Linked DNA regions of Xenopus laevis: region 1 is linked to region 2. Evidence: chromatin contacts called from public Hi-C data. All regions are on one chromosome and are shown on one strand. Each heading gives the region's core, a stretch centred on a gene start, on an enhancer-like site or on the middle of the called end of the contact. The rest is flanking DNA. Distances are from core to core; before and after follow the strand shown.

The links. A called contact is a pair of places that touch in the nucleus more often than the background predicts.
Region 1: a Hi-C map of the XL177 cell line shows a contact between it and region 2, with 5 times the contacts expected there. The contact joins two enhancer-like sites. A contact is called at or near these places in 2 of 4 Hi-C or Micro-C datasets (the XL177 cell line and the XTC cell line).

The regions. Positions count from the first base shown.
Region 1 is chr9_10L:14,009,892-14,015,805 of Xenopus_laevis_v10.1, reverse strand. No RefSeq gene overlaps it. Among protein-coding and RNA genes, the nearest start is that of pck1.L, 30 kb to the left of the region's middle. Within about 2 kb of position 1,860, at least 1 of the 7 cell types and tissues checked has an H3K27ac peak or open chromatin away from gene starts, as enhancers often do.
Region 2 is chr9_10L:13,939,889-13,945,586 of Xenopus_laevis_v10.1, reverse strand. No RefSeq gene overlaps it. Among protein-coding and RNA genes, the nearest start is that of rbm38.L, 8.7 kb to the left of the region's middle. Within about 2 kb of position 2,441, at least 1 of the 7 cell types and tissues checked has an H3K27ac peak or open chromatin away from gene starts, as enhancers often do.

The sequences.
Region 1 (5,914 bases), core at 611-3,110, 71 kb before region 2:
ATATATATATATTCTCAATGAATAGCCCCTCTGCACAAGCCCTTTGACGCCATATTTGTCACTACCAAGCAGGATACCATGTGCAGTGGAAACCAGGACCAGGATGGATTCCATGTAACCATTCTCCTGATCAGTGGGTAGGGTTGCCACCTGGCCGGTATTTTACAGGTATTTTTACGGTAAAGCACCCGCAAAGGCCAGGGCCGGTTTTACAAATTTACCGGCAATGTAGCTGCCGGTAAATTTGTAATATCCCTAACTAAAGCCCTTGGCCTGCCCCAGTCTGCACAAAATATACCTTTTCTTCGGCACCTGGCCAATTGCATGCCGTCCCCTTTGACGTCCTGCAGGTAGGGGTGTACACTTTATTTTTATTTTTTTTTCAACTTTCTGTTTATTGAGGTTAACACAAAAATACGACAGAATGCAATATTGTGTCCTGTTTATATATACATCAATAAAAATCTTTACTGAAAGACATTCTCGTCTATCTCATTATAGCACGTGTACAAACCTATAAATGTGTTAACAAATTTGTAATATTTCCTTATAAAAGGGGAAAAAAGAAGGAAAAGGTGGGGGGTGGGGTTGAGTGAGACCTTTTCCGTGGTTGAGATATTATATTTGTCTTTGTAACATTCCTTCTCTATAGAGCCAAATATGCCATACGTCCTCAAATTTACTAAGCCTATTATTCAGTAAAGCAGTAAGTTTCTCCATTTCAATAGTCCACCATAGTTTTTTTCGGATTTCCTGCATCGTTGGAGGGGGGCCCTTCAATCTCTTAGCTATCAAACCGCTTGTGGTTAGGCATAATTAGACACACAGTTTATGTTCATTGTATGTCACTTGTTCGGGTTTACGTAATAAAAGAGCTGTACACTTTATTTTTTGTCCATTAGGTTAATCTGTTAGGGGAGAGACTGGTTGTTAAACTAAAAAAATACGGGGCTTAGTTACCCTTTAAAGCAAAGGTTTACGTTAATGTTTACCTGCATAACTGCCTGTTAGTCGGCTCTGCAGAGAACTAGGAAGGAGTTAAAGGATTCGGCTAATTATCTTGCAGTTCCAAGCGCCAGTCCTTGTTGTAGTAACCCCTTGTTACTTTTGTTAGCTGAGTGTTATCTCTCCTCTCCCTGCTTAAATAATCCTCACCTTCCCTGTGTATTAAAACCTGGCCGGCTATGGGCGGGCTGCAGGGGCACCATCTGATTTCTCGAGTTCAATAAATTTTGAATTGGGTGAAATGTTGACTGTCCCCTGTGTTAAACCCTTGTGCCATGTGGTACAAAAAAAAACGATTGATTGTGCCCTTTACCATTATATCCCTGTTCAACAATGGTTATTTTCTATAAAGAAGATTGGTTAGGAACCCTAATTATTATTATGGGGGGGGGGTGTTTTATCAGCAATGACTGGGGGTCTTTCTGGAGCCTAATAAAACAATATCCTACAATTGGATTGACTGATGGCTTTGGGTTCTGCAGGGCATGCTGGGACCTCAGGGACCGGCTCTAATTCCATTCCCTTGCTCCTTCCTGTTCTTAGGTGGTTTTAGAAGAAACCAAGGCAAATTTCCAACCGTTTTTTAATTCTCCCCATATAATTTATGGCCGATGGAAGGATCTTTCTCTATTTATTTAAGTTCATGCGCGCCCTGTGCCAAGGTTTAATGAGATATTTCTGAGCAGTTTCATGCTCTGGAGTCATGCACAGCCCATTCATAAAGCTCTGTCTCCCCACAGGGTTTAGGTAAGTGCCTGACCATATTAGGAGACATCAGTAAATCTGAGGATTATTTGAAGGAGAAAAGGCTGTGAGGGATGAGTCTGCTTTGTATACACAGATGGCTTTCAGGGCCAGTGCAATCAGGGGTAACCGCTCTGAGCCCCTGTCTCTTAATAGAGCCCACCACAAAACATCTGTATGCAGAGGAAAAGTAAAATGCATTTTCTAGGGGAAGGGGCTGTCATTGTAGAATACTGTGAATAGTAAGGCAATGTGATATCTGAAACATGGAGAATAAAGAAGACTTTCTTCCTTAACAGCCCTGGATCTATAGGAATCAGATAACTGTAACCCCTTCTTGGAGGTCATTGTTAGGCAGCTCTCCTGCTTGAAACTGAACTGGCTAGTTGCTAGGGCCACTGTCACTAGGAACCACGCAGCAGTCTGAATGCAAGACTGGAAGATAAAGCAAACTGGAAAATGAACTGTTACCTATGAACTAGGGTGCGTCGTTAAAGGGGAACTTCACCCAAAACATTTTTTGCATAATGAAAGAACACTTACTGTGTTTATTATATATTATAAAAACAGATGTTGATAGATGGAAATCAATACAGGGTACTTGTGAATAACAAAGCACAGCAGGCAAGACCTGAAGAGCCAGAAGAACCAGAACTACGGTTGAAACAAAGTCTCTGATGTAGTTTGCCCTGATGAGAAATCACTCTATACTGCCAACCTTGGATTTAGAACATTTTAAGATCATCCCCTACTGTCCAAATCCTTATGCAAACATGTGTTTGCCGAAATGGCCTTCCTGTGTGTGGCCCTGAAAAAGTATTAAAATTCTTTGTTCATTTCGGACTCAGTTGTATTCACAAGTACATTGGGAGTAAGGTCAGAGTGAAAGCAAATGTGAATTACTGATAATGTTTTGAAAAGTAGATGAGGCCCAATGGACAAAGGAGCAGATGGAGGATTAAAAATGTAGGAAATGAGGAGAACATAAAGATACTGAGGAGGAAAGAGATATGGAAGATGGAAAACAGAAGAACAGAGGGGGGCATAGAGGAGTACATGGAAGAATGGAGGAAAAGATGGAGGAATAAGAGGGCATGGAGTTACAGAGAATGATACAGAGGAACAGAGGAGGAAATAGGGGAATAGCACAAGGAGAGATGTCACGATAGTGGAAGAGATGGCACAAAGAGGAAGAGATGGCTGAATGTAAATGAATCAATGGCAGGACATATCAGACTGAAGAAGGATACAGATGAAAAGAGGAGAAGATGAAGGAACGTTACAGAAATGGAGGTGATGGAATTAAGTAGGAGAACAAGAACAGAGAAGGAGATAGATGAATGGAGAAGGAAATTATGGAATTAAACTGGAGATATAGGAGAGGAATGCAGGAGGAGATTATAGACAAATAGGATATAGAGAAATATAGAAGAAGATAGGGGAATGGAGTAGATATAGAGGAACAGAGGAAGATATTACACAACTTTATAGGCAACACAGGAAAGGAGGAGAAGATTATAGAATTATATAGGAGATAGAGCAATGGAGACAAAAAAATGACAAAATCAGGGACTGTTAACTGGCCTGAGCAACTGAGCCAACAAGGCACATCAGCCCTATGATTAGATAATTCTTCTACTGCTTCATTTTTTAATTTAAATATTTTCTAAACCAATATTCATGCCTAACCTTTAAGCCATTCAGCAGCTCCTCACTTCAGTAAGGTTGTAATTAATAAGGAGGGGGTTCAAATATCCTGACATGGAGAGTAATGTGGTAACTAAATCCCAACAACTCTAAACTGTACAAATTTAATTATCAACTACAAAATCTGTCCTTTCTGTAGAGTTTATCTCATGCAATCATGTTTAGTGATGATCATAAGAATATGGCAATTTTTAATGGGAACAGAAAATGAAAATAAACTAGCTCAAAGCTCTTCTGTGCAATTTAGTGGTTGTACTTGGACTTTCCTTTCTTCGCCAGTTTTAAAGAAAATGGTAAACCCTCATATAAAAATGAATGTAAAATGGCTCTTCTGAGCACTTTTGCAATTTACATAAATTTGTTCCTAGTTTTCAAGAAATTTCTCTGGGTATATGTCCCCTTTAATATGAATCCATATTATATAGCTGCCCTCTTAGATCCCAATAGATTAAGGCAGAGGAACATAGGTGGGAGCTGGAGTTTGTCCTAATTTAAGGGGCACCCCAAGGGACATGTTACCCTTTTCAGTGCCCAAAGAACAATTTATTCAGGTATTTAATGAACTTTTGGAGATTTTTGATACTGGTATGGGTGATATTGTTGCACAAATAAGATTCAATTAACTACAGCCCCCTGTACCCCCTCGCAGAACAGAGTTTTTCCCTTTCTGTTCTCTTCTGTACAGCTGGGGGCGATGCCAAGACCAAGAGAGGGAACACAGAAGCCATGCCAAGAATGTTCCAGGCTCTCATTGTGATACAATCACGGGGAAAGCTTTCTGGAACCATTGCTACATTGTTTAATAGGCAATCGAAACAGGAGGAGGAGAGAGCGGAAGCTGCAGATTTGAATAAAAGTTGCTGTAAAATTACCAAAAAACACAATTTCCCAGTAGTTTGGAAGAGGGAGACACTGGAATATAATCCAAGTGTTCCCCATGTGTACAATGAATGTGTTATACAGGTACCTTGCTCAGAACCTTGGGTTTTCTAGATAATGGATCTTTCTGTAATTTGGATCTTCATACCTTAAGTCTATTAAAAAATTATTTAAACATTTATTAAATCCAATACTATAGACCGGTTCTGTTTCCAATTAGGATTAATTATATCTTAGTTTGGATCAAGTACAAGCTACTTTTTTATTATTACACAGAAAAAGGGGATCCTTTTTAAAAATGTATCTTATTTGGATAAAATTGTGTCTATGGGAGACGACCCTCCCGTAATTCGGAGCTTTCTGGATTTAGTTTCCGTATAACGGATCCCATACCTGTACCCCAGAGCTCACATTATAATGCCAATAGTATGTGAAATATATCCTTACATTTGCCAAAGGGTGGAACCATATCCCAGAACTGGCGGATACAGTAGATAGTTTAAAGGAAGAGTAGGATGCCCTTTAAGCAAGTAACAATATAAAGTGAATGCAGAAGAGTAGAATGGCCTTATTAACTACTGAGCTGCCATAGCTGAAAAACATGAGCCCTTCAAGCTTGGGTAAAGTTAATTGGATGCTGACTTTTTGCCTCTTACTGCAGGTTACAATTCCTTATAACCAGTCATCATATATATATATATATATATTATTAAGGGTTATTCTCCCGATCATAATTATTCTCTATTTGTGTATACAGAAAAATAATACTTGTCGCTCTGGGAGATATTCACAGGACACAGTTCCCTCCTCGGGGGGTCCTTCAACAGTATCAGGTTTAATGCCCCTAATTACGCACATCAGCGCAGACACTTGTACAAAAGGAGCTGCTGTACATTCATGTGGCAGAGCAGTAAAATAGCCGGGTATCACTGAACTTGCTGCTGCTAATGAAACCCTTGCACAGTGCTAATTGCAGAGCAGGAGCGGGGAGTGATTTATTTGGTAGTGGGGTGCAAATCACTGCCTGTGGATTATTTTATTTATAAGTTACAGTCACACACATGCTCATTAGCAACATTCCTGTGACTTTGCAGTTGTGTAATGGGGGTTTCAAAGGATGAATGAAACTATTTGCATTTAAAGGACAAGGAAAGTTTAACTAAAGAAGTAGTTAGAAATGTTGTACATGATGTTTTATGCTTCTGTACCAGCCCAAGGCAACCACAGTCTTTTAGCAGTAAAGATCTGTGTCTCCAAAGATGCCCCAGTAGCTCCCCATCTTCTTTTATGCTAATTCACGGCACATGCTCTGTGCTGCTGTCACTTACTGAGCTTAGGGACCCACTCACAATATACAGTACACATAGAATAGAAATGTCACAATATAAGGCTGATTAGTAATTAATACAGATAATTACTACGACCCCTAAACTTAGCTTCTCAACAGCTGCTCAGAGCCCACTGAGCATGTGAGTGTCACAGACACTTTCCAAGATGGTGACCCCCTGTGACAAGTTTGAAGTCCTGGATCATTGCTGCTATTGACAAGTTGAAACTTTAGGCTGGTGCAGTAAGTTTA
Region 2 (5,698 bases), core at 1,192-3,691:
AAAAGGATACTGACACCTTTCAGATTGTTACAGGACTCTTTCATTGTCACTATTAAAAGTCCAGAGTGCTAAAACTGACACCTTGGCTTCCCCGGCCCCCTGTTACTTCCCTGTGTTGGCCAGCCCATGGCTTCTGCAGCAGTGAGAGAGTAGCTGAAGTTGAAAAATGAAGTCAGGGAAGTTTAACATTTGGTTAAAGTGAATTATGCCTTACATCTGTGTATTCCAGTGGAAGATTGAAAAACCCTACGTGAAGCCTCAGAAGAAGGGAAAATTCGCTGTATCCGAGCTGTCCAACTGGAGGGCTGGATTTGGCCTTCTAGGGTATTTTTTGGCTCCAATCCTGCCTATGTGCTCCACATACTGCTGTGTATGACTTCATCATATTGATAACAGTCTGGCCTATAAAACATGTATTATCTCAGATAATTGCCCTACTATGGGAATGGTTGGGCAGCAGTACACTCTATCACTATCATGTAATAGAAACATTCCCAGTTACATGGCTGAAATACACACAATACAGAAAGGTTCATCGTTATCCAGAGATGTAATTAGATTCCCCCAGGGAAAGATAACACAACCCATTGGAGATAAGACTGTAACCTCCAGTGTAATCTGGGACTCATTAAATCCAATGCGTCCTGGAGATTAATCAGGGAAAGAGAAATTTGCATAAAAAGAATGGATAAATGCCCTGTGCCGCTTTGGCCAAACAGAAGTGCCAGGTGGGCAGCATAATAACCGTGGGGAAATCACTGCAAAATAAAACTGATGGTCTCCTAAGGGTTATAGATCACATTGTAGAAGTGACCAAAACAGGGAGCTCCTCCATGATGAGCTCATCCAACAGGATTTTTAAATCATCCTGGTGCTTTTATTGGCCAGTGAATGGCCACATTACATGAAAGATACTGGAGCGGTAACATGACAACAGATAGAACAAAGTAGGGCAAGACAAGATGGAGGAGGACAGGATGGAGAAAGTAGAACATGATGAAAACGTCAAAAAAGTAGGTCAAGATGGAGACAGTTGGGCAAGGTGGTAACAGTAAGAAAAATGAAGACAGAAGAGCAAGATGGAGACAGCAGGACAAAATGAAGACAGTAGGGTAAGATGAAAACAGTTTGTCAAGATGTAGACAGTAGGACAAGATGGAGACAGTAGGATAAGATGAAAACTGTAGGTCAAGATATAGACAGTAGGACAAAATGGTACAAAAAATGAGGGTTGTGGGTGCACTCCTAAGGCCATATAAAAACATATTTAAGTACAATAATCCCCTGTTTAAATAATTCAATAAATATGCAAGTGCATGTATTTAATATAAGAAAAACGTTTTTTTGTTACAAAGTTATGATCATAAATTTGATAAGCCACCATACCAAGGTAAACCCCATATGGCGGTTTATTATACTCTCTTCACAATCACATTTTTTGTAAAAAAATTTTGGGCAGTCTCTCTTTTAAAAGCTGCACATTCAGGTGGGAGAGGATCTAGTCCACAGATTGAAACCAAGCTTCAGGAGATTTTTACTCCAAGTAATGCTGTTAAGAGAGGTATATGACCTTTTATATTTTATCACAGGTAAACATGTTAGGGACCAACGTATGGGGTTTACCTTGACGTGGTATGGTGGCTTTTCAATTTCTTGTAACAAAAAACCCTGTTTTTCTTTTTAAAATACATGCACTTGCATAGTCATTGAATCATTTAGACAGGGGATTATAGTACTTAAATATGTTTTTATATGGCTTTAGGAGTGCACCCACAACCCTCTTTTTTTAGGACAAATGGTGACAGTAGGTAAAATGAAGATAGAAGAGCAAGAAGGAGATCGCAGGACAAGGAAATAGTAGGGCAAGATGGAGAAAGTAGGGCAAAATGAAGACAGTAGAGGAAGTTGGAGACAGTAGGACAAGGTGGTGACAGTAGGGCAAGATAAAGTCAGAAGGGAAAAATGGAGAGAGTAGGACAAGATGGAAACAGTAGAGCAAGATGGAGACAGTATGGCAAGATGATGACAGTAGGACAAGACAGAGACAGCAGGACAAGATGGAGATGGTAGAGAAACATGGAGACAGCTAGAAAAGATGGAAACAGGAGAGCAAGGAAAGACAGTAGGACAAGGACAAGATGGAGACAGTAGGGCAGGATGAAGAGTGTAGGGAAAGATAGAGAGGGTAGGGTAAGACAGTGATAGTTTGCATTTGAACCATGGTTGGCTTCTGGCGGGATAGTCCTAGTCTGCTAACTAGAAGGGTTTAATTAAGTTGTATGGCTAATTTCAGCCTTAATGCAGCCCTATACAGGCCAATTGGTATGCTATTTGACCGAATGGCCCATGGGCTAAACGGACAGCATATCAGGGGCAATACGAAGTATTATTCTCCCCTTCCTTTTTGGTTCTTTTTGTCCTGGTTAACAGCCTCCAGGATGCTGATATACAATACACTGGCTCATATGTTGCATCGATAGATTAAAATGTTCAAACCTGCCTGATCCACACACTGGTCGTGGGGTACCATACACACACAGAAAATCATACAAACTGTTATTTGTGCATGTTTGGTAAGCATTAATATCTGGGCATCTGTGGAAGCGGCAGATATAGAAAATAAAGTGCCCAAAGCCCACTGTCACTTCCACTCCCCTCTGTAGAACTTAGCAACATGTGATTAGGAGCCTTAAGGTTGCGGCTGTGAGTGTATTAATGGCACCTCGCCACGCAGTAGGATTCGGCTGTTATACAGAGGTCACCCGGGTCTCCTTCATCTTAATATACACAAACCCCCAGGAGTTTGACAGTTTAGTGATGAATCCCTGCATGGGGGGAATCTTTTTTTTTTTCCTTTAATTTTATTTTGTTTACACACAGGCCCCATCAGGATTCCATAAAAGGAGCTGGTGCCTGGCCACATTCACACAAGGCAGCCTATTAAATTCAGAGCGAGCACTCAAGTCAAGTGAAAATCTCCCAGCTGCTCCTTTGGAACAGGCTGCCGGGGGTCCGTCATTTCTATAAAGGGTCTTCCCCTTCCCCCCCATCTTCCCATACACTCTTGGATGTTGGAATCTGAACTGATGCTCAGTATTTTTGGAACAGGGAGGGTTTTCTCATGAACCCTTATTCTTATTGTCATGCTCTGTGGTAGTTGTGGGTGACGAGCTTTGGTGGCATAGCACCAAACAAAAGGACATAGAACCTGAGCTTGATATATCCATTAAGTTCAACCTTCAACTTATAGGCAATAACTCGGCTCTGCTCTTTGGGGCAAAACACCCAAAACTGGCCACTGTGGTACAACAAAGTTGACGTTCACTAATGGATCCAGTAGTTTGGTGGATCTTAGAGTGATTTGGCCAAAATATTGATAAAACAGGCCATCAGGAGACCTTTATACAATTAGATGCTGACATAGACAGTCTATGGCCACCTTAGCACTAAAAAGCTGGTAGCAAATAGGCTCTATTTCATCATAGCACTAGACTATGCAGCACCTTCCATTTACAATCTAGCTGCTGCCCCCCAGTCACGAAGGGTTAAATGAGACTCTCCTGCTCTGAGCCAGACGAGTGGGAGAACAAAGAAAAGGAAGAAGCTGATTACTAAAAATAATCAATCCCAGGGCAGTTCCCAATATAGGCATGTGGTATAAGGCAGGTCCGGACTGAGAATTAAAATAGGCCCTGGCATTTCAGGTACACTGAGGCCCAATCAGCCCACACAGAGGCCCAAACAGCCCCTACCAGCCCACTAAATAATGACTTTCTATGGCACCTTATAGCAGCCCCTCTGGCATTTGCCAGAACCCACAGATTGCAAGTCCGGGCCTGGTATAAGGGGTGCAAAACAGAGTAAAGCTCTAGAACTGTCAACTCCAAAAAGATTAGCTGAATCTTACCCCCACATGTAATACAATGCACTAAGTTTGCCCAGGAGCAGTAACCAGTAGCAACCAATAAGATGTTTGCTTTTAAACATGTGACCAGGAAATTCTACCTGCTGATTGGTTGCTATAGGTTACTGCCCCTGGGCAAACTTAGTGCCTTTAATTACATTACCCCATTAGTGTCTACAAGTTAAAATTTATACATATGGGAAGGAGGTGCCATATTGTTTCCCTTAGACAGTACAGTATGAGGGTATAGCTTATTGTGTGCCCAGAACATTCCTTCTCTGTATATTTGTATTTATACATATGGGAAGGAGGTGCCATATTGTTTCCCTTAGACAGTACAGTATGAGGGTATATCTTATTGTGTGCCCAGAACATTCCTTCTCTGTATATTTGTATTTATATATATGGGAAGGAGGTGTCATATTGTTTCCCTTAGACAGTACAGTATGATGGTATAGCGCAGAACATTCCTTAACTGTATATTTGTATAATACACAAAAGCCATGAATATCCTGTAAATTATATCCTTATAAACGGTGAGTTCTGATGTCATCAGTTATAAACGGTGAGTTCTGATGTAATTTCTGTCACATGACTCACCGAAACTTGTGTATTATAATAAAGTACCCCCAGTTGTAAAATATGAGGATATTAGAAGTTACCTCGGAGTTTCATGACCTGTATAAAAACACTCGGCCTTCGGCCTCGTGTTTTTATATGGTCATGAAACTCCTCGGTAACTTATAATATCCTTATATTTTACAAAAGGGGGTACTTTATTCACTATATTTATACTTACTGGAATGAGGTGCCTAAGATCCAATACATAAAATATTGGCCATGCTGTTGCCTATAACAGGTGAAGCCCATATAAAGACAGTACAGGGGGCGCAGGGTTAGAGATATGCACTTATGGAAACAGAGGCGGGGTGGGTGAAATGGAAAATCGATGCATATTGGGGTAATTCTCTGCTCTGTGTCGCTCTGTGAGTTTCCTGCCAATACAAATAAACAACATTTGGCAGCAGTTACATCGGCTCTTCTTATGCAGATAAGGGGCCCGACTAGCTCTATATTTGGTGATACAAAGTGCACTAAAAAGAGATGGAAAAATCCCCCTGTGCTTATTCCATTTTCTAGGTTTAGATCCTTTACTGGAAAAGGGAACAGTGACCACTAACAGAATAATGTAGCTGAGAATCACATTTGGTTTTTATCTTGTAAAGAATAAAACAAACTCGGTCATAGCATGGATCATGTGTTTTACAAGGCAATTAAAAAAATTAATTCAGCAATCACTCTATACTTACTGGTTCTGACTCCTGAAGCAGGGGCCACCTGATCTAGAAGAGAATTTCTACGCTGTTTCAGGAGTCAGAACCAGAGAACAGAACGGGAGAACACTGCCTAGTGAGTGGATTTAAGGGGAAGCTTGAGCTATTCTTAATTATATATTAAAGATTACAGATAAAACATAATACAGCTCATGGGTATAGTTATATTCATCTGTATATATATGTGTTCATTTATGAGAGAGCAAGTTAACGATGCATTCAAGAGTAAACATTATCAGCAGACTAATGGAACAGTGCCTCTGGTGGCTGAATCATGAAGCTGTTGAAATGTTATGTAGCTTTTCTAACCTTTAGGCTCAGGGCACTCGCTCAGATTCGGGGAGATTTAGTCGCCCGGTGACAAATCTCCTCTTCTTCGGGGCGACTAATCTCCCGGAACTGCCTCCCGAAGTTGCCTCACGAGGAAACTTCAGGCGACTTTGGAAAACGAAGCGCTCAG